Regions from separate parts of the Mus musculus genome. Here regions 2, 3, 4 and 5 are each linked to region 1. The links are chromatin contacts, called in public ChIA-PET, HiChIP or PLAC-seq and capture Hi-C maps. All regions are on one chromosome and are shown on one strand. Each heading gives the region's core, a stretch centred on a gene start, on an enhancer-like site or on the middle of the called end of the contact. The rest is flanking DNA. Distances are from core to core; before and after follow the strand shown.

Region 1 (3,101 bases), core at 57-2,556:
TAGCCTTGCCAACATTTCTCTAAATCAACGATAAGCATCCTTTTCCTGGTTATTTGTAGCATGGTCACACAGTGTAGGCTGTTAGGATTTATCTTTCTTCTCTGCCTCGCCCTTCACAGCCATTCTGTTCAAACACCAAATCTTGTTTTATATTAACAGTAAAAGTTTACGGTCCTCTTGTCTACTCTCTGCCGTTGTTGCCTTGGCTTTAACACTCAGCATCTGTAGCAGATTATTTCAAAGATACAAGGCTTTCCTTCCATTTCCCTTCTCCCTATCCTATTCTGTTGCAAACTTACCCCCACCCCCAAACGTCAATGTTCTAGCTAAGATGCAAATTTCACTGTATAAAAGTATTCTTTTTAGGATTCTCACCTTTTCCAAAATAAAGTCCGCATAGTCTGCACACCCTTCCCCTCCCCTCCAGAAGGGAAAGCAGGGATAGCAGGAACAGCATTTTTGACTCACGTAATGAACTCGTTTATCAATGTGCCTTTATCCTCACAAAGTTCTGAGCACAGAAAAGCTTTAACTAACAATTACTCTTTTGTGAGCTAGGACTTGTGTTAGGGTTTATCTTTCTTTTATTTTTATCATTGTAAAAGACATGGAATGCCTTTAGCTGTTCATATAACTATCTTACTGATGGTGGTTAACATTAAAACCACAATGCTTTGTGTTGTAATGAGTAATAATGGGTATATTGTAAGTATCTAGGTAATATCCATATGTAATAACTTATGTAATAAGTCATAATAAGTATGTAGTAAGTTATAAACACAGTCTTACATCATAAGTGATGGTACTAGGTAGTGGGTCCCAACAAAAACACACCATGCAACAGGTCTCACGTGGGAGGTTTATTGAGGCATAGAGGCAGCCTCTAGGGGAAAGAGGAAAGAAAAGAGTGGGGACAGGGAGACCGTGATTTTTATTGGAGCCATGGCACATGCACAAAGAGACATGCAACAAGACGTGTCTCTGAGTCCCTCAAAAGCTGGCTGTAAAGATGCCTGATTGTCGCGGGGTCGCATTTAGCTGTCCATGGATGTGCCTGATTGCTAACAATAAGTTTCAAAGTGGAAAGGCTCCCAGTCCCTGATTTTCCATTTCACTATACTTAGCAGATTGGCTTTTATGTGTATGTTTATTTTATCATGAAAGCAAGGTGACAAAGGAAAAAGAAAAGGAGCCCACAGCAGTGAGCTCTCTTCTGGAGCCCAGTGCCTCCACAAGGATGTGAAAGTTCTCTCTGAATCCCCACACCCGGTTTTCATTTGCATCTCCTTAGCCAGAAGCAGTCACCTGACTGTTCCTATTAGCAAGCCCAAGAGGTTTCCAGCCTCAGTAGTGGATGGATACAAGAAGTGGATGGGGGTGGGGAGAGAACGACCAAGAGATGGGTCCATAATAGATAGGCAAGACATCTTTACTGTCTTCAGTTCATAGATGAGACCAAGGTTACCCCAAGTCCTGCTATTGGTTATTGGTGGATCTTGGATTGAGCACCAGGTCCTACTTCCGAATTTTACACATCTCAACAATATCGCAGTTTCTCATGTACTCTGACAGGATTTCAGACAGGCGTGGTCAAGGGTCATTTTCTAACACCAGTTGTTTTCCTTGAAATCACACCGGAAATGTTCTCAGGCATTGCGCAGAGTTACTTACGACGTTCTGAACATGACTTGTCTTGTAAACCAGTTTCCTTTTTTTTTTTTTTTTTAAATGGAAACTTAGGGACCACGCTAGTCTGTCTTTGAAGTACATTGCACAGAAAGCAGCCACATACAGTCTCTGACCTTCCCGAATCCCCAGTTGGGAATCCCTGCCAAGTTTCATCATTGAGCTTTGAAAGTGGGTTTTAGACACAGTCTTCTTGACCTTCGGCCACTCCACTTTGCCTAATGAATATCTTGTAACTGGGGAAAGACAGTTAAACCTCCTCTAATATATCAAAGACAAGAAATGAAATAACTACCCCAGGAGAAGGTTCATTTCCACAGCGATTTCTAAGGGAATAAAATATGCATACGAGATGCTGTGCCTTATGGTTCTTTCATCCTTCCTTTAATAAATGAGAGTCAGTGGGGGCAAGAGTCCAATTCTTCACTGGTGCAAAAAGAATTTAAACCTTTTATTAGTGACTGTGATGTTTGGGTCCGCTAAAAAGGAAAGGCGATTTCAAATGATCAGTCGGGGGAGTGTCTGTAAGCTGTAGACAGCGTTAATGGCGCTAATTCTACCCCACTGGAATTCACTCTTCCCCTGACAATAAGTTTCACTTCCACCTGCTGCAGATCATTTTCTATAGAAATAAAGCCATGGGCAACTTACCAGTAAAGGGTATAAAACAAGATCTGAAAAACATGTAGATGAGAGAAGAAATATGTATTTGAAATAATATATATCTCAAATATACATTTGAAATAATACATCTCAAATATACATTTGAAATAATTATATCTCAAATATATATTTGAAATAATACATTTTTTTTCCTTTGGAAGCAACATAACCTTAACTAAATTGGGTAAAAAAGGTGTGCATTTGTCCTCAGAGGCTGGATAGCCAAGAAGACTCTTGTCACTCTGAGAAACACTAGACAAAAAAAAAAGTCCATATTGGTCCCAGCATCACTGATGGTTTCAATGATGCCCTCATCTTTCTTTCCAGCCCAGGCAGCGAGTGTTCCTGTGTTGGAAGTATGTTAATCTTGGCGAAATAAATAACGTAATAAAACCTTCAGCTTGGAACAGGACCCAGGCATCTCCTTGTACAATTATCCAAGTGCTTCCGAGAGACTTGGCTTTCTACAGGGGCATGAATTCAAAGGTGAGAAAAAGGGTAAAGCACACAATTGTAATAAGTAAAAAGAGTATATAACATAATTTAGATGTAATAGTACATAGATGACCCCTGTCTTACAGTTTTTCAACCTGAGATGTTTGACTCTGTAATGGTGCAGAGTGGCACACATTCAGTAGGAACCATATTCAAACTTTGAATCTTGATTTCCCTCTCCCTCCAGGGTTGGTGATATGCATGATAGAACACTATCTTGGGATGCTTCGTCACAGATTCATCATCTATACAATCGG
Region 2 (3,166 bases), core at 651-3,150, 290 kb before region 1:
TCTGAGTGAAGAGCTCGCTCTACATCCTCCTCCCAGTTTACTGTGAGCTGTCCTTTCTGATGCTGTCTTTATTGGGTCAAGGTTGTCTCTATCCAGTACTCTCCCCTGTCATTTCAGCTATGTTTACAGATCTTTCTCCTGGCAAAGGCAACAGTGCCACTTGAGAGAGCCTGGGCCATCAATTCTGTTAGCCTGCGTGTCACAGGAGCTGGTGGTGGCAAGGGCAACCGCAGCAGCAGCTGGGAGCTCCGAAAGAACAGCCAGCTGCTCACTGTCATTCCAGGGCTGGCTCATCATTTATCAGGCAAAGGGGAGCCTTGATGCCCTCCCTGCCTCATCCCTGTCCTGCTCCTGACGCAGGTGGAGGGGACCCAGCACCTTTCATCTCTGTGCCATTTGTCTTATTCTCTCCAGGGATGCTTTGTCAGGTCTTTGTATCAGACGTGGCCCAATGTCACACACAAAATGCAGGTCCACACAGAGGGGTTCCCACTCTGGCTTTCCTTGGCTCTCTCTCTCTCTCTCTCTCTCTCTCTCTCTCTCTCTCTCTCTCTCTCTTTCTCTCTCTCTGCTGAGTTTTCATAACTAAGATAACCTGCAACTCTAAGTAGTCAAGGTTGCCCTCAAATTCCTGATTAACCTACCTCTACTCCCCAAATTCCAGGATTACAGGTGTGTACCACCACCCCAGCTTTTTGTTGCTGTTTTGAGGCAGGATCTCATATAGCTCAAGCTAGTCTCAAACTCCCTATGTAGCCCAGGTTGTCCTTGAGATGCTAGTCCTACTTTCTCTTCCCAAACCCTGGGATTACAGGAGCTGAGTGACCATGCCGGGCCCAGATTTTCTTAATCCCAACTACAAGGTCAGCAAAAGCCAAAGGAAGAAGAAATGTTAGGTGTACTTGGATGTTCCTTCGCTCCTCCTCCCCTCCCCTCCCCTCCCCTCCCCTCCCCTCCCCTCCCCTATCCTTCCCCTCCCTCCCCTCCCCTTTCCTTCCCTCCCCTCCCCTCTCCTTCCCCTCCCTCCCTTCCCTTCCCTTTCCTCCCCTCCCCCCTTTCATCCCTTCTTCTCCCTTCCCTCCCTCCCCTCCCTCCTATTTCCCACCCTTCCCTCCCTTTCATCCCTCCCCTTTCTCTTCCCCTCCCTTCCCTTCCCTCCCTCCCCTTCCCTTCCCTCCTGTCTTCCTCTCCCTTCCTTACCTTTCTCTCCCCTCCCTTCCCTCATTCCCCTCCCCATCCCCTCCTTTCTCCTCCCTCTCAGCCCTCCCCTCCTCTCCCCTCCCCCTCCTCTGGAGTTCTTTCTAAGAACTGCTGGTTTCACAGTGTTCTTCTCTCTTATTCCAGAAAGCAATCAATCAAATCAAACCACACACACCAGGGGTCAGGACTTTAATCTCCCTCACAGAGGTTACTGAATATAATGGTGTGGAAAGAGAAGCCAGTTTTGGAATCTGGAAGGTACCATTCCAGCCGTGACTCCTCTTGCTGCCTGGGGACTTGGACAAATGAGAATAAAAGTATTAAGAGAAGCCTCATGGGAGTAATGTAAGAATTAAATGAGATTATGAAAATGCTATGAAACCTTTTTTAAAAAATTCACTTCCTAGTCTCTTTTAGGGGTTCTAAAGACTAGAAATGTCCACGAGATAGCAAAGCCACCGGATCCCACTAACCAAGTCTCATGAATTTCTTCTCCTAACAACAGTTCCTTCTGGAGTTCAGGCTTTAGTTCTTACTCATGTGTGCACACAAGGAAGCTAAGGTTTCCTGGCCTTAGGTAGACACTACACCCACAGAGACTCACCTACGGGATTTTAACCAGAACTGAAACAAGGACAGCAATGGAAATGCTAATGTAGACAGGGAAAGCCTCATCGCTACACAAAGAGCTACAGACAAGGGAGGAGAGCAGAGAGAGCCGAGAGGCAGAGAGAGAGCCTTCTCCAGGGAGGAGCGCGCTGACTGCTTGTCCAGGACCAGCCCTGAAACCATCAGACAAATGCATGCATTTGGGAAGGAGGACTATTGGTATATGATGTAATTATCTTGTGATCTCGAAAGCTAAGAGAAGTACTTTTAAAATGATTTTCTAGTCATTTAAAAAAAAGAGATCTTATTTTTATATTAAGTGTGTCTCCACGTGCACGTGAGTGCAGGTGCCTTCTGAGGCCAGAGATAGAGTATCTCCCTAGAGCTGGAGACCCAGATGGTTGGGAGCCATCTGGTGCGGGTGCTGGGAATTGAACTCGGGTCTTCTGCAAGATCAGTCCATACTCTTAACCACTGAGCCACCTCACCAGCCCCTCCTAGTCGTTTTTTGCATCGATGAAGAGCTATGTGACTGAAGTAAGGCAAATGGATCGTGGAAGTAGGTAGTATATATCTCTTAATGGGTCTGGATAAATTAATACCCCCAAACCTACTACGGAACATCATAGTTTGGTAACACAAAATTCTGGAGTACTGGTTGCTGACTTCTGTGATAGCATGCTTTCCTGTCACCAAGAGACCCCAGGATGCTTTTATACCCCACATTGCTGGCCAAGGAAAAGAACAAATTTTGAAAAAAAGAACAAATTTTGAAAAAGGTAGCACACTTCCCATTGAATGTGTCCCTTTTATCCCACCATGAAGTTGAGCCATGGTGGAGCGATTTGCAATACCCTTTGGTTGTTTGCATGGTGGTGCAGGAAAGTACCATGTATGACAAACAAAACAGAAGCCTGTCCCCCCCCCCCCCCAAGTGTGCTTGTTTTGTGTATGTATCCCTTTCTGCCTGCCGGAAGTGGTACCTTCCCCTCAGCGGTGAAGTATTCCTGGCTGATTTCAGGACTCAGCTCTGTACACCTTCAGAGAACGGCGGCTCATACTTAGGGTTAAATCTTTGTGCCATACTCTTAACACAATCTAAATATGCTTCCTTTGAAAAGCAACAGTTTTTCACCTGCAAAGATCATAGATGTTCAAAATGACTCCTAAGGTTTGGATATGGTTGCAGTGTGTTCCCCAAGAGGATGTAGGCTGGGAGCGGTAACCAGAGAAGATCCTCCTAAGCAGAAGCCCCTTCCTCTGGCTTTCTGTCTTGCCGTGTGATTTTTTTTTCTTCACCTTGTGCCATCACTGTGATGACGTTTGCCTGAGGGCCTCTTGAGGGCTGAGGTAATTC
Region 3 (3,395 bases), core at 33-2,532, 440 kb before region 1:
GTGTAGCATAGAATAATTTGGAGGCATGAGAAGGGGAGTTGAGAAGGGGGTACAGACAGAGACAGAGAAGAGGAGGGGGAGAGAACAGGGGGCAGGGGGCCAAAGAGCCACTTTTATAGCAAGACAGGTCTACCTATTGGGCGGAGTCTAGAAGGAATACTAACAATTATTTGTTGGACTGTCTCTTTTCAGATATTCCCATGCTAGGTGGCCTCTTAGGTGATATATGTTAGATTTCCTTGGCCCTGTTTGGAGCCCTCTTCCATTTTAGCTACATCTCAATAAGACATTCCTCCGCTCGATGCTAGCATACCCAGGGGAGGGTCAGACGTTCCAGGATGAGTGAGCCCCTTGGCACTGAATTCAGTTCCAAATCAAACACCCCGGTGGGTGGGTCTGAAGTTTGAGGAACAGGAACACAGGGATTACCAACCATGAGCCATTTAAAGACTTGCAGGAGGAGTCTCCGGAGTAGCGAGGTCAATGTGTTGACCAACTCATTATTCTCATAGCTTTATTCATGTTTTTGTGGTGCCAGACATCAAACCCAGGGTCTCAGGCATGCTCTAGCACCAAGCTCCATACCCAGCCCTCAATCCTATGGCTTTATACTCCTATCTAGCCCAACCTTTACTCTCTAAACAAATCTCTCTACCTTCATTATATCGCCGCTTGCGTGTCTCAGGCGAATCCCCAAATCAACAGCTCCTGAATGGAATCCATTCCCACCCTTACCAGACAACTTCTAACCTGCTCTATCAGTCTTTCCTCTCCTGTAGGTTGTTGACTAACCTAGTCAGTCGACAAAGCCACACCCGGAACGTTCTCCTTTCAGCTCCTACATCTATCAGATCCATTGGTTGAGAAAGCTTCTCTAGGTTTCATTTCAAATATATCAGTCCTGGGCCCCTCATTTGAATTCTCTGGCATTTTGTCTTCTCTGAGAAAACTTAATTGATCCATTATGAAAAACACATTCATCCATTTGGTTTGGAGCTGAATTTGGTGCCAATAGGCTCATAAATTTTAGAGAATGTTAATATTCTCTGAATAATAGTATAACATTGGTTTTGATGTTATTTTAAATAGTTCCTGCTACTAAAATCGGGAGGGTAGCGATTTTGTTGTCTGGGCACCTTTGGGAATCCTGAGTCCAAGGGGCCACAACAAATGCAGCCTGGCCACAGCTGCCCGCCCCGCCTTCTTTCTGCAACTAGGGCTACTTTCCTGGCAGAGACTACAACTCCCAGAGTGCCTCGCGCGCGTATAGCGCGCGCTGGACGGCGCCTTTAGGACCCAGATTGAAGCAAGATGGCGAGCGCGCGGTGAGTAGCCGTGGAGGTACCGCTGCCCTCTCCTTACAGGCCCGGAAGGCTTGTCCGTAGGCATTGAGGGCTTTAATGTCTGTCGTTGGAGGCAGGACGAGGCTGCCGGTGTCCCCAGGCTCCATCTTGCAGAAGGGCCGGCGTGTGGTTGCGCCCTTCCTGTAGCACACCTCGGCGTGCATGCGGGCGTCAGCCTGCACCAAGTTGACCTTGCGACTCCTTAGACTCCTCCTGATTCAAGTCTTTGAACCGGCTCCTGGGTGGTAGTCCCTGTATTACTGTTGCTCGAACTTCAGCCCCACCGGGGTGTTTGGTTTGGAACTGAATTCCGTGCCAAGGGGCTCATCCTGGAAAGTCTCTCTTTGGAGCAATAGTTTGACCCTCCCCTGGGTATGCTAGCATGGAGCAGAGGAAGGTCCCCACAAACGTTTTGATTTTGGACTTGTAATCAGAAGACGTGGGTTTTCTTTCCGTGCATGCCACCAGTTAGACAGTGAACTACCAAAATAAAGCATTTGACTTTTCTCAGCCTTCGTTCCCAATAAACTGAAAGAGCACAGAATATTAAGAAAGTGGGTTGCAAGGCATAAATAACTAGCTGAATGAACTCAGGGTTTGCCATTCGCGGCGCTCTTAGGATGTCTGGCATCTGCGTGCAAATAAAGAGAGCCCTATCCTAATCCCTTTCCTGCCTATAGAGGGTCACTGAGACCAATAGAGAATAGGGGCACAGTAATTACCGTTTATTTACACCATCTCATGAAATTTGTGGTTGCTTCTTGAAGTTTACCACTGAAGAATTGGAAGGTCGTTTAGTTAATGACTTGCCTCAAATCTTCCAGTTTGTAAGTGAGCAACACTAAAGTCTTTGGAAGCAAGTCCTTTTAAATTTTCATGATTCGAAATAAATATGCTTGCTGCATCTTTAAATGTTATGTGACAGGAGATGAGATAGTGACATCGATGGGTTCCTCTTAAGTTTTTCATGTTGAATATTTAGTTTCATCAGAAACAGCATTACTGTAAGTGATAGGATCCTATGGGTGGGACTTGGGAGCTAGAATGTAGACTCACTAGCATTTGAGGAAGAGTTTGCAGCGTGTATTATGTGTGAGTGACTTTCTAATTACGTATTCTGCTAAGCACTCAGTAAGTGAAGCCGACTGTGCAGAGTCCTGAGAAAGTTGCACTTAAGAGAAATGATAGCGGAATAGTTGCTCTGTTTCTCATATTTTGATCTCAGTGACTTTGTCCTGTTGTTAAACTGGAACGGCCAGGTTTAAAAGCCTTGTTTTCAAATGATGAGCACTAGCTAATGGTTCCTACCTTGATGTTAGTGTTTAACTTTACCTTTGTAGCCGATTTTCTTTCTCTCTTAAACAGGAACGAAAATCTGTGTGCCTAGCAACAGCTTTCACTTCACAATATCGTTTTTTCAAATCACTTGCTAAGGATCATGGCTGCGGCAGTAAAATGGGCGATATCAAACAGAACTATCTGGAAGCATTTACTTCCAATCCAAAGTAAGTGAGATTTTTTTTTTTAAATGCTTAAAAATGTTTTGTGGTTTTTCAAATATAGAATATTTAAAGCATTTGGTTATTCTCTATGCCTCCTATTTGCAGTCATAAAAAGGGGACAAAATTTAAATGCCAGTCAAAGAAGGGATTAATAAGTTATGTTACATTGTAACTATGAATATTATAAAGCTGTTATCATTGTGGAAAGATCACTAAGTAGAGAAAGAAGAAAATCTGATTTATCAGAATGATCCTGTTGTGGGCTTAAAAGATGATGATGGTGGTGGTGATGATGATGTGTGTGTGTGTTTGTATGAGTGTGCCTTTGTGTATATAGATGTGCATAAATGCTGAGTGAAAGATCTAGGCTAGTCATTGGCTATCATTACGATCCAAAATGGATTCAGGTGAACTGGTAGAGTAGCTTCCCCTTCCTGTAGAACATTTAGACTCACTACAGTTTACACCTCTTAATTTGTTTTTTTTTTTAGTAGTTCATAAAATTTAGAAATAAAAAGGAAGCCCACAGCCCCATCTTCCAAGGATCATC
Region 4 (3,124 bases), core at 401-2,900, 430 kb before region 1:
TGCAGGCATCCATGCTCTCCTGCCGCCATTTTGCTCGCAGAGATGGAGCTCTGTTAAGTTGGACATTAAGCACCTTAACCAATGCCAGCCCAACTCTATCTTTTTGTTTTCTTCTAAAGACAAGGTCTCACTCTGGCTTGCCTGTAATGATCGATGGAGACCAGGTTGGCCCAAACCTCCCAGAGATCCACAGGCTTCTGTCTCACAAATTGAAGGTGTATGTCACTGTGCCCAGCTAAACTCTCGACATTTTTATTTACAGTCATTGTGTAGATGACATACAGCCCATGGCACTATACAGTTCAACATTTCCTCAGTGTCTCTGTCCTTCAAATATTTTAAATTAGGGGCTGGAGAGATGGCTCAGTATTTAAGGGCACTGGCTGCTCTTACAGAGGACCCGGATTGCGTCCCTAGCGTCTCCACATGGCATCTCATGGCCGTCTTTAGCTCCAGTGCTACGGCATCTGATGACCTCTTCTGCCTCCAGAGGTACCGAACCATCGTGTGGGACACAGACATATGTAGGCAAACACTCACAGGCATAAAATAAATACATCTTCATTTTAGCCCCCTTTGAGACAGGCGGGCCTAGAACTCAGATCCGCCTGCCTCTCTTCTGCCTCCCGAATGCTGGGATTAAAGATGCACTGTCATCCATCACCTGGCAACTTTTTTTTTTGTTTGTTTGTTTTTGTTTTTTTTTTGTTTTCCAAGACAGGGTTTCTCTGTGTAGCCCTGGCTGTCCTGGAACTCACTTTGTAGACCAGGCTGGCCTTGAACTCAGAAATCCGTCTGCCTCTGCCTCCCAAGTGCTGGGATTAAAGGCATGTGCCACCATGCCCGGCTGGCAACATTTAAAAAAAAATTTTTTTTTTTTAAGTTAGACATTTTTAGTTCTCTGCAGTAAAACAGCCTTTCTTTCCCTCATCTAAAGGAGCCCCCCCACTTAACAGTCTCTGTAAGAACTGAGGGGGCGGGGTCCTTACTGGGCACTTGCCTTGTTTTGAGATATTATTACTTTGTCATCCGCACTGGCCTGGCACTCCTTTGTAGTCCAGGCATCTCTAGAGCTGGTTACAGTCCTCCTGCTTCATTCTCTGAATACGTGGGTTACAGGCTAAAGGTGATGTATTTGTGTCTCTTTTCTAAGAAAGAAATTAGAGCTCTTGGCAAACACATGCTGTGGTTATTATTATTCTGGGGCCTTGCTGCAGCCAAGTTGCCTTTAAGTATCTGTTAGAGGTTTCTGGTCCACTTCAGATCATTTAACTCCCAAATAAAACACACAGACACCTTAGATCTATAGTAAGCTTTAGAGCACTGGAGCTGGACAGACAGCTGTCAGCCCTCCGTGCTAGTCTGTCTACTTCCCTGTGGGGATCCCCGAGATACCACTTGCCATGTTCCTCCTGGGCCGCTCCTACTCCATCAGGCCGGCCCTCACCATCACCCATCCACCTACCCCATGGCGGTCTCTTCTTCTCTTCTCCTGCTTGCCTCTCTTCTTCCTTTTTTTTCCTTTTAACTGGGACTCTCAGCCAGGTAACTGACACCCGACCCCCACCTCCGTCTACTGCCCAGTCACAGGCTTTAGCCTTTTACTGACCAATGGACTGGGGGAGGGGGCAAGGTTTGCCCAACAAAAGCTGGTGGGCTTGTGCAAGCCCTTGGGGCAAGCAGGTCTTAGGCTACAGTATGGAGCATTTGAATAGCAGCACCACACCCACCCCAACAAGCACAGGCTCTATTTTTTTTTAAATGCAAAAGTGTCTTAAGTAAATTTTACTGTGTTTGAGTAGGCAAGTTGTGGGTCTGATAACCAACTTTAAAAATCTTATATTTATTTGATAATTTCATACATGTATGTGTTGATCATATCTCCCCTCAGCTCCTTCCCAACTTCTTGTCTTTCCATTTCTATTTTTGTTTGTTTGTTTGTTTTGTTTTGTTTTGTTTCAAGACAGGGTTTCTTTGTGTAGCCTTGGCTGACCTGGAACTAACTCACTTTGGAGACCAGGCTGGCCTCGAAGTCAACCTGGGAGTTCGTCTGCCTCTGCCTCCTAAGTGCTGTGATTAAAGGTGTGTGCCACCTCCGCCCAGCTCCTGTTCTGCATTTATCTCCATTTTTGTTTTTTGTTTCTTAGTACTCATATTGTTTATCCATTTGATTATGTACATAACAGGTGTTACATTTTCACCTGCCTTTGTAACTATTAAGTTAGAGTTCATGAAAGCCAATTAAGAAGCCATCCCATCATAGTTTTGTATCTTTAATTATATTCTTAGATGTGTAGACATTATTCATGGCCTCATTGCATCTCCTGTTTGTCTTTTTTGTTTTACTTAAAATGTTATTATTAATGTTTATGTGTGTGTACTGGTATGTGGAAGTGTTTGTGTATGCCACACTGACAATGTGGGTGTCAGAGGACAACTGTCAGGTTTCTATCTATCTATCTATCTATCTATCTATCTATCTATCTATCTATCTATCTATCATCATCCATCTTTCTGTCTATCTATCACCTATCCACCTATCTATCCATCCATTGGGGTGGGGATGGGGCTGTATGCAGGTATGCAGAGAGGTTTATGGGACACCTTCAGGTTTAAAGACAGTCTCACCAGCTAGGCTAGGCTGGTCAGGAAGCTCCAGGGTCTTATTTGTCCCCAGCTCCTCAGTGCTGGGAGTACAGTCCTGTGCCGTACCAGTTAGCTCGATTTACGTGGGTTCTGGGGACTGAGCTCAGGCCCTTAGGCTTGCAAGGCAAATCCTTTCCTGACTGAGCTATCTTCCCAGCCTTTTATTTTTGCACATTATCCAGCCTACTTTTCATCGTCCTTACTGGCTTTGGTTACATGCTTCTTTCCCGCGCCTTCATATTGCTTTAATCTTTTGTAAACATTGTTCATAACCAAGTACTGAAGTTGTGAAAACCCCCTGACTGTATTTCACTTGAAGGAGAAAGACTAAAGGCAAGGAGACTATTCAGAGCGTGTTATCTCCGATCTTACCTATGTTTAATCTTAATTTGCTTTAATCTAATTGCTACTAATTAGCTTTTGACTGCTAATTAATGTAATCTCCTAGTATATCTTTACCCCTCAGGATTGTGAAGCA
Region 5 (3,349 bases), core at 638-3,137, 400 kb before region 1:
GAGAGTATCTCCCTCCACTTTTACCTCCACTGTGACTGTCTCCTCCTCACTCCCAGACTCCTGGATTGTCAGGGCAGGGGTTCCTTCCTCAGTTCAGAGCCATCTTCCAGACTACTCTGAAAACACCTAGGGATACATCCAAAGCTGGGCTTTACCACTTTTCTGGTATCTCAAAAGCCAATCAAATTAACCATTGCATGAATCATCTGAAAATTCTATGCAGGCTCATAGAATTTTAGGTCTGCAATGCCACTAATTAGCTACACAGGGAAATGTATGATCAAAGTAAAGATTTGAGGAATTTTTTTTTTTGGTTAAATTTTAAAATAGGTATATGAAAACAGTGGTTTTTCTTCTCTCTCTCTCTCTTTTTTTTCCTTATAAAGGCAAACATTTAATTGGGACTGGTTTACAGTTTCAGAGGTTCAGTCCATTATCATCATGGCAGGAAGCACGGGGACATGCAGGCAGACATGGAGCTAGAAAACAAGCTGAAAGTTCTACATCTTGATCTGAAGGCAGCCAGGAGGAGAGTCTCTTTGACACCAGCCAGACTTGAAAAAAAAAAAAAAATATATATATATATATATATAACCTAAAATCCCTACCACTGCAGTGCCACACTGCCTCTAACAAGGGTACACCTCCTCCAATAAAGCCACACATCTTAATAGTGCCACTTCCTGTGGGCCAAGCATATCCAAATCACCACATGTAACCTTCCCTCACACCCATCTCTTTGTGGTGAAAAAAACTCAATTCTTCTCTTTTGAGCCAGATCCTGCAGTGCAAACTTGGGAGATTACTGAGGGAGAATAAAAAATTCTAGACTTCTCTGGGTGACTCAATGAGCACAAGTATTGAGATAAAGACTGAAAGGAGAGTTAGGGTGTGTGGCTTAACGGTAGAGTGCTTGATTGGTATGTCTGAGGCACTGGGTTCAGTCCTTAACACTACACACACTCCTTTTCTGCTTATGTCTTGAATATACACAATACATTGTGCTTACCTACTGACACCCTATGGTGTAATAAAACACTAGGATTTCTTTCTTTCATTCAACTACAACTCCACAGCCATTAGTCTTTCCTATCCTCCCCTCCTCACTAATGGCCCCAGCCTTGGGAAGCAACAGTGGTTTTTCAATTTGTACCAATCCTTAAGGTCCTGCTATATAAGGAAGTTTTACCAGTGCTTAGGTTTTGGCGATCTAGTAAACTTTGGGAGAACAAATAAATTCCAACTCCTCTTTTCTAACTGTAACTCCATTGGCAGAACCAAAAGAAAAACATGTCTTAGATTTCCCAAAGCAATCCTCAAGGAATGAGAGACATTTTTATTCAGAGTGTTTGTTAGGAAGGCTTTGCAGAAGAAAACAAGGAACATTTTAAGGTAGCTCACTGTCATGTGGGCCCTGGCCCCATCCATTTCTATGTAAATGAGTGGATGCCCAGGGCAGAATTCATTGGTGTGTGCCCAATGCCAGGCACAACATCTGGCATATGTAACAGGTGCCCCACCCTTTTTGCACCCCCCCCATCCTTTATGTGCTAGTTAGGGTAACTGTTGAGATAACTGTCCAAATGAGAACCACTTAACAGGGTCCTTCAAATTTCTTAGTTATGTTACAGTGTAACTCTGTTCAGCGAGGGGAACACATCTGTGATCCACACAGTCATTCAGGGACACAGGCTCCATCCAGAAGGTGGCTTCCTCTTTCCTTGGAGCTGTGGACTCCTCTACTGGGTCCTGTGTATCTGCCTGGGATGCAAGGAAGAAAGAATATAGAGAACAAAGGGTTATGTGCTTGGGGTTCTGGCCAGCCCTCTGTAGGCATAATGGTTTTGTGCACTGTGTAAAGGTTATCCTGGTGTTATTCAAATGCTGATTTCTCTGCCCTACTTTCCTGTTTCAATCCAGATGTGGCTTTGTTATGTTTATTCTTAGACGCTCCTCTCTCAAGTTTGTCTAAACGCAGCTCCTCATTCATTCTCTGCCTTGTCAGTAAAAGCCAACGAGCCAATACAGAGCTTTAGAGAGAATAAGGTGGGACTTCCGATTCCAGGAGGAGTGGAGAAAGAGACAAGAAGAGAGGTCCAGGAAGCATTGGGAGAAGTGAGCTGGAAAAAGAAATGACTAAAAAAAATATCCCAAGTAAGATGGGAATATTGTCTGGGGGAAATTCTGAGTAGCTTGGAGGTTTAGAATGGAGTAATAATTGCTCAATATTTGGCTGAAGGCAATTTTAATAAATCTTATTCTCTCTGTGCGGTGATTTGGGGGAATTAGCTGGCTAAGGAATAATTGCCACTGCACTAATTTTATGAATCTATATTAATATGGTGATCATTTAGCAGTCCTCCAGTAGGCTCCTATCCCTTCCTCTCACAACCCCTAGCTCAGAGCAAAGTTTTATGGCAAACTACCTCTCCAACTCCAAGAGAGCTGCAAGCTGCCATGTAACACCTGCAGAGAAGGGGCAAGTTGTAAACACAGGGATGCAGTGGTTGTAGTCTGTGAGTGAACCCTAACTTTTTTTTCTGAAAGGGAAATGGAATGCTTTGTCACCACATTATAGGACTTACGAGAAGTAGTTGGGCATAGAGGCTTATGCCTGTGACCTCTGCACTTCGGGGACTGAAGCTCCAGGCCATGAATTGTGAGTAACTTGGAAGTTCAGCTCCAGTTTCCTTCCCTCTTTCTGGCGGCCTTGTAGCATCCGACAGTTCTGCCCACCAGCGACCCTATGCTATCCACATCCACAGCTGCGATCTTGGTGCCCTGCCCTTGGTGAGGTTTCTGCTGAGATCTGTGCTTGTGTCAGATCTGCTTCTCATACAGCAGCAAACACCGAGAGAGATGGTTCCGAGTCTCTTGTCCTCATGCAGAACCTATCTTAGTTTCTGAGACCTTCTATAGTTTAGAACAGAAAGGTCCTCCACAGGCTCATGCATTGAATTCTTCAGCTTGTGTTGTAGAACAGCTGTTCTCAACCTTCCTAATGCTGCGACCCTTCAATACAGTTCCTCATGTTGTCATTGATTCTCCACCTCCCACCATAAAATTACTTTCCTTGCTACTCTGTAATCGTAATCTTGCTACTATTACAAACAAACTGTAATGTAAATATATGTGTTTTCTTATGGTTTTAGGCAACCCCTGTGAAAGGGTTGTTCAAACCTCAAAGAAGTTGAGACCCACAGGGTGAAAAACACTGCTCTAGAAGGTGATATAAATTTCAGGAGATGGGAACTGTTGGGAGGTCACTGGGAGCACATTCTTTTCTTTAAAAGTCATCTCTTTTATTTTTTAGAGGTTATAATAATATTATTTCCCCCACTCCCTTTTC

Evidence for each region. ChIA-PET counts read pairs in DNA pulled down with a chosen protein or histone mark. HiChIP or PLAC-seq counts read pairs in DNA pulled down with a chosen protein or histone mark. Capture Hi-C pulls out chosen DNA fragments and counts their contacts.
Region 2: a contact with region 1 is called in an H3K27ac HiChIP or PLAC-seq map of embryonic stem cells, with 2.1 times the contacts expected there. The contact joins two enhancer-like sites. A contact is called at or near these places in 1 of 484 Hi-C or Micro-C datasets (bone marrow-derived macrophages) and 1 of 115 datasets of contacts at active chromatin or transcription factors (embryonic stem cells).
Region 3: a Ronin ChIA-PET map of embryonic stem cells shows a contact between it and region 1, with 6 read pairs. The contact joins the promoter of Mrpl42 here to the enhancer-like site in region 1. A contact is called at or near these places in 5 of 39 promoter capture datasets (cranial neural crest, embryonic stem cells, frontonasal cranial neural crest and 1 more), 5 of 115 datasets of contacts at active chromatin or transcription factors (the 230-238 cell line, astrocytes, embryonic basal ganglia and 1 more) and 4 of 9 other capture datasets (adipose tissue, embryonic stem cells, liver and 1 more).
Region 4: a contact with region 1 is called in a capture Hi-C map of embryonic stem cells, with 7 times the contacts expected there. The contact joins two enhancer-like sites. A contact is called at or near these places in 1 of 484 Hi-C or Micro-C datasets (bone marrow-derived macrophages), 2 of 115 datasets of contacts at active chromatin or transcription factors (embryonic basal ganglia and embryonic stem cells) and 1 of 9 other capture datasets (embryonic stem cells).
Region 5: a contact with region 1 is called in a capture Hi-C map of embryonic stem cells, with 4 times the contacts expected there. The contact joins two enhancer-like sites. A contact is called at or near these places in 1 of 484 Hi-C or Micro-C datasets (bone marrow-derived macrophages), 6 of 115 datasets of contacts at active chromatin or transcription factors (embryonic basal ganglia and embryonic stem cells) and 1 of 9 other capture datasets (embryonic stem cells).

What each region holds. Positions count from the first base shown.
Region 1 is chr10:95,057,861-95,060,961 of GRCm38.p6, reverse strand. No RefSeq gene overlaps it. Among named protein-coding and RNA genes, the nearest start is that of Gm29684, 86 kb to the left of the region's middle. Within about 2 kb of position 1,306, at least 4 of the 459 cell types and tissues checked have an H3K27ac peak or open chromatin away from gene starts, as enhancers often do. A contact at or near this core is called in embryonic stem cells, where this site is marked.
Region 2 is chr10:95,352,970-95,356,135 of GRCm38.p6, reverse strand. All of the region lies in intron 1 of 2310039L15Rik (RIKEN cDNA 2310039L15 gene), which reads right to left. Among named protein-coding and RNA genes, the nearest start is that of 2310039L15Rik, 18 kb to the right of the region's middle. Within about 2 kb of position 1,900, at least 17 of the 459 cell types and tissues checked have an H3K27ac peak or open chromatin away from gene starts, as enhancers often do. A contact at or near this core is called in embryonic stem cells, where this site is marked.
Region 3 is chr10:95,499,836-95,503,230 of GRCm38.p6, reverse strand. It overlaps Mrpl42 (mitochondrial ribosomal protein L42), which reads left to right and starts at 1,282. Exons shown (of 6, transcript NM_001359476.1): 1 at 1,282-1,325; 2 at 2,709-2,848. The coding sequence starts at 2,782.
Region 4 is chr10:95,483,562-95,486,685 of GRCm38.p6, reverse strand. All of the region lies in intron 5 of Mrpl42 (mitochondrial ribosomal protein L42), which reads left to right. Among named protein-coding and RNA genes, the nearest start is that of Mrpl42, 17 kb to the left of the region's middle. Within about 2 kb of position 1,650, at least 2 of the 459 cell types and tissues checked have an H3K27ac peak or open chromatin away from gene starts, as enhancers often do. A contact at or near this core is called in embryonic stem cells, where this site is marked.
Region 5 is chr10:95,459,924-95,463,272 of GRCm38.p6, reverse strand. No RefSeq gene overlaps it. Among named protein-coding and RNA genes, the nearest start is that of Mrpl42, 40 kb to the left of the region's middle. Within about 2 kb of position 1,887, at least 7 of the 459 cell types and tissues checked have an H3K27ac peak or open chromatin away from gene starts, as enhancers often do. A contact at or near this core is called in embryonic stem cells, where this site is marked.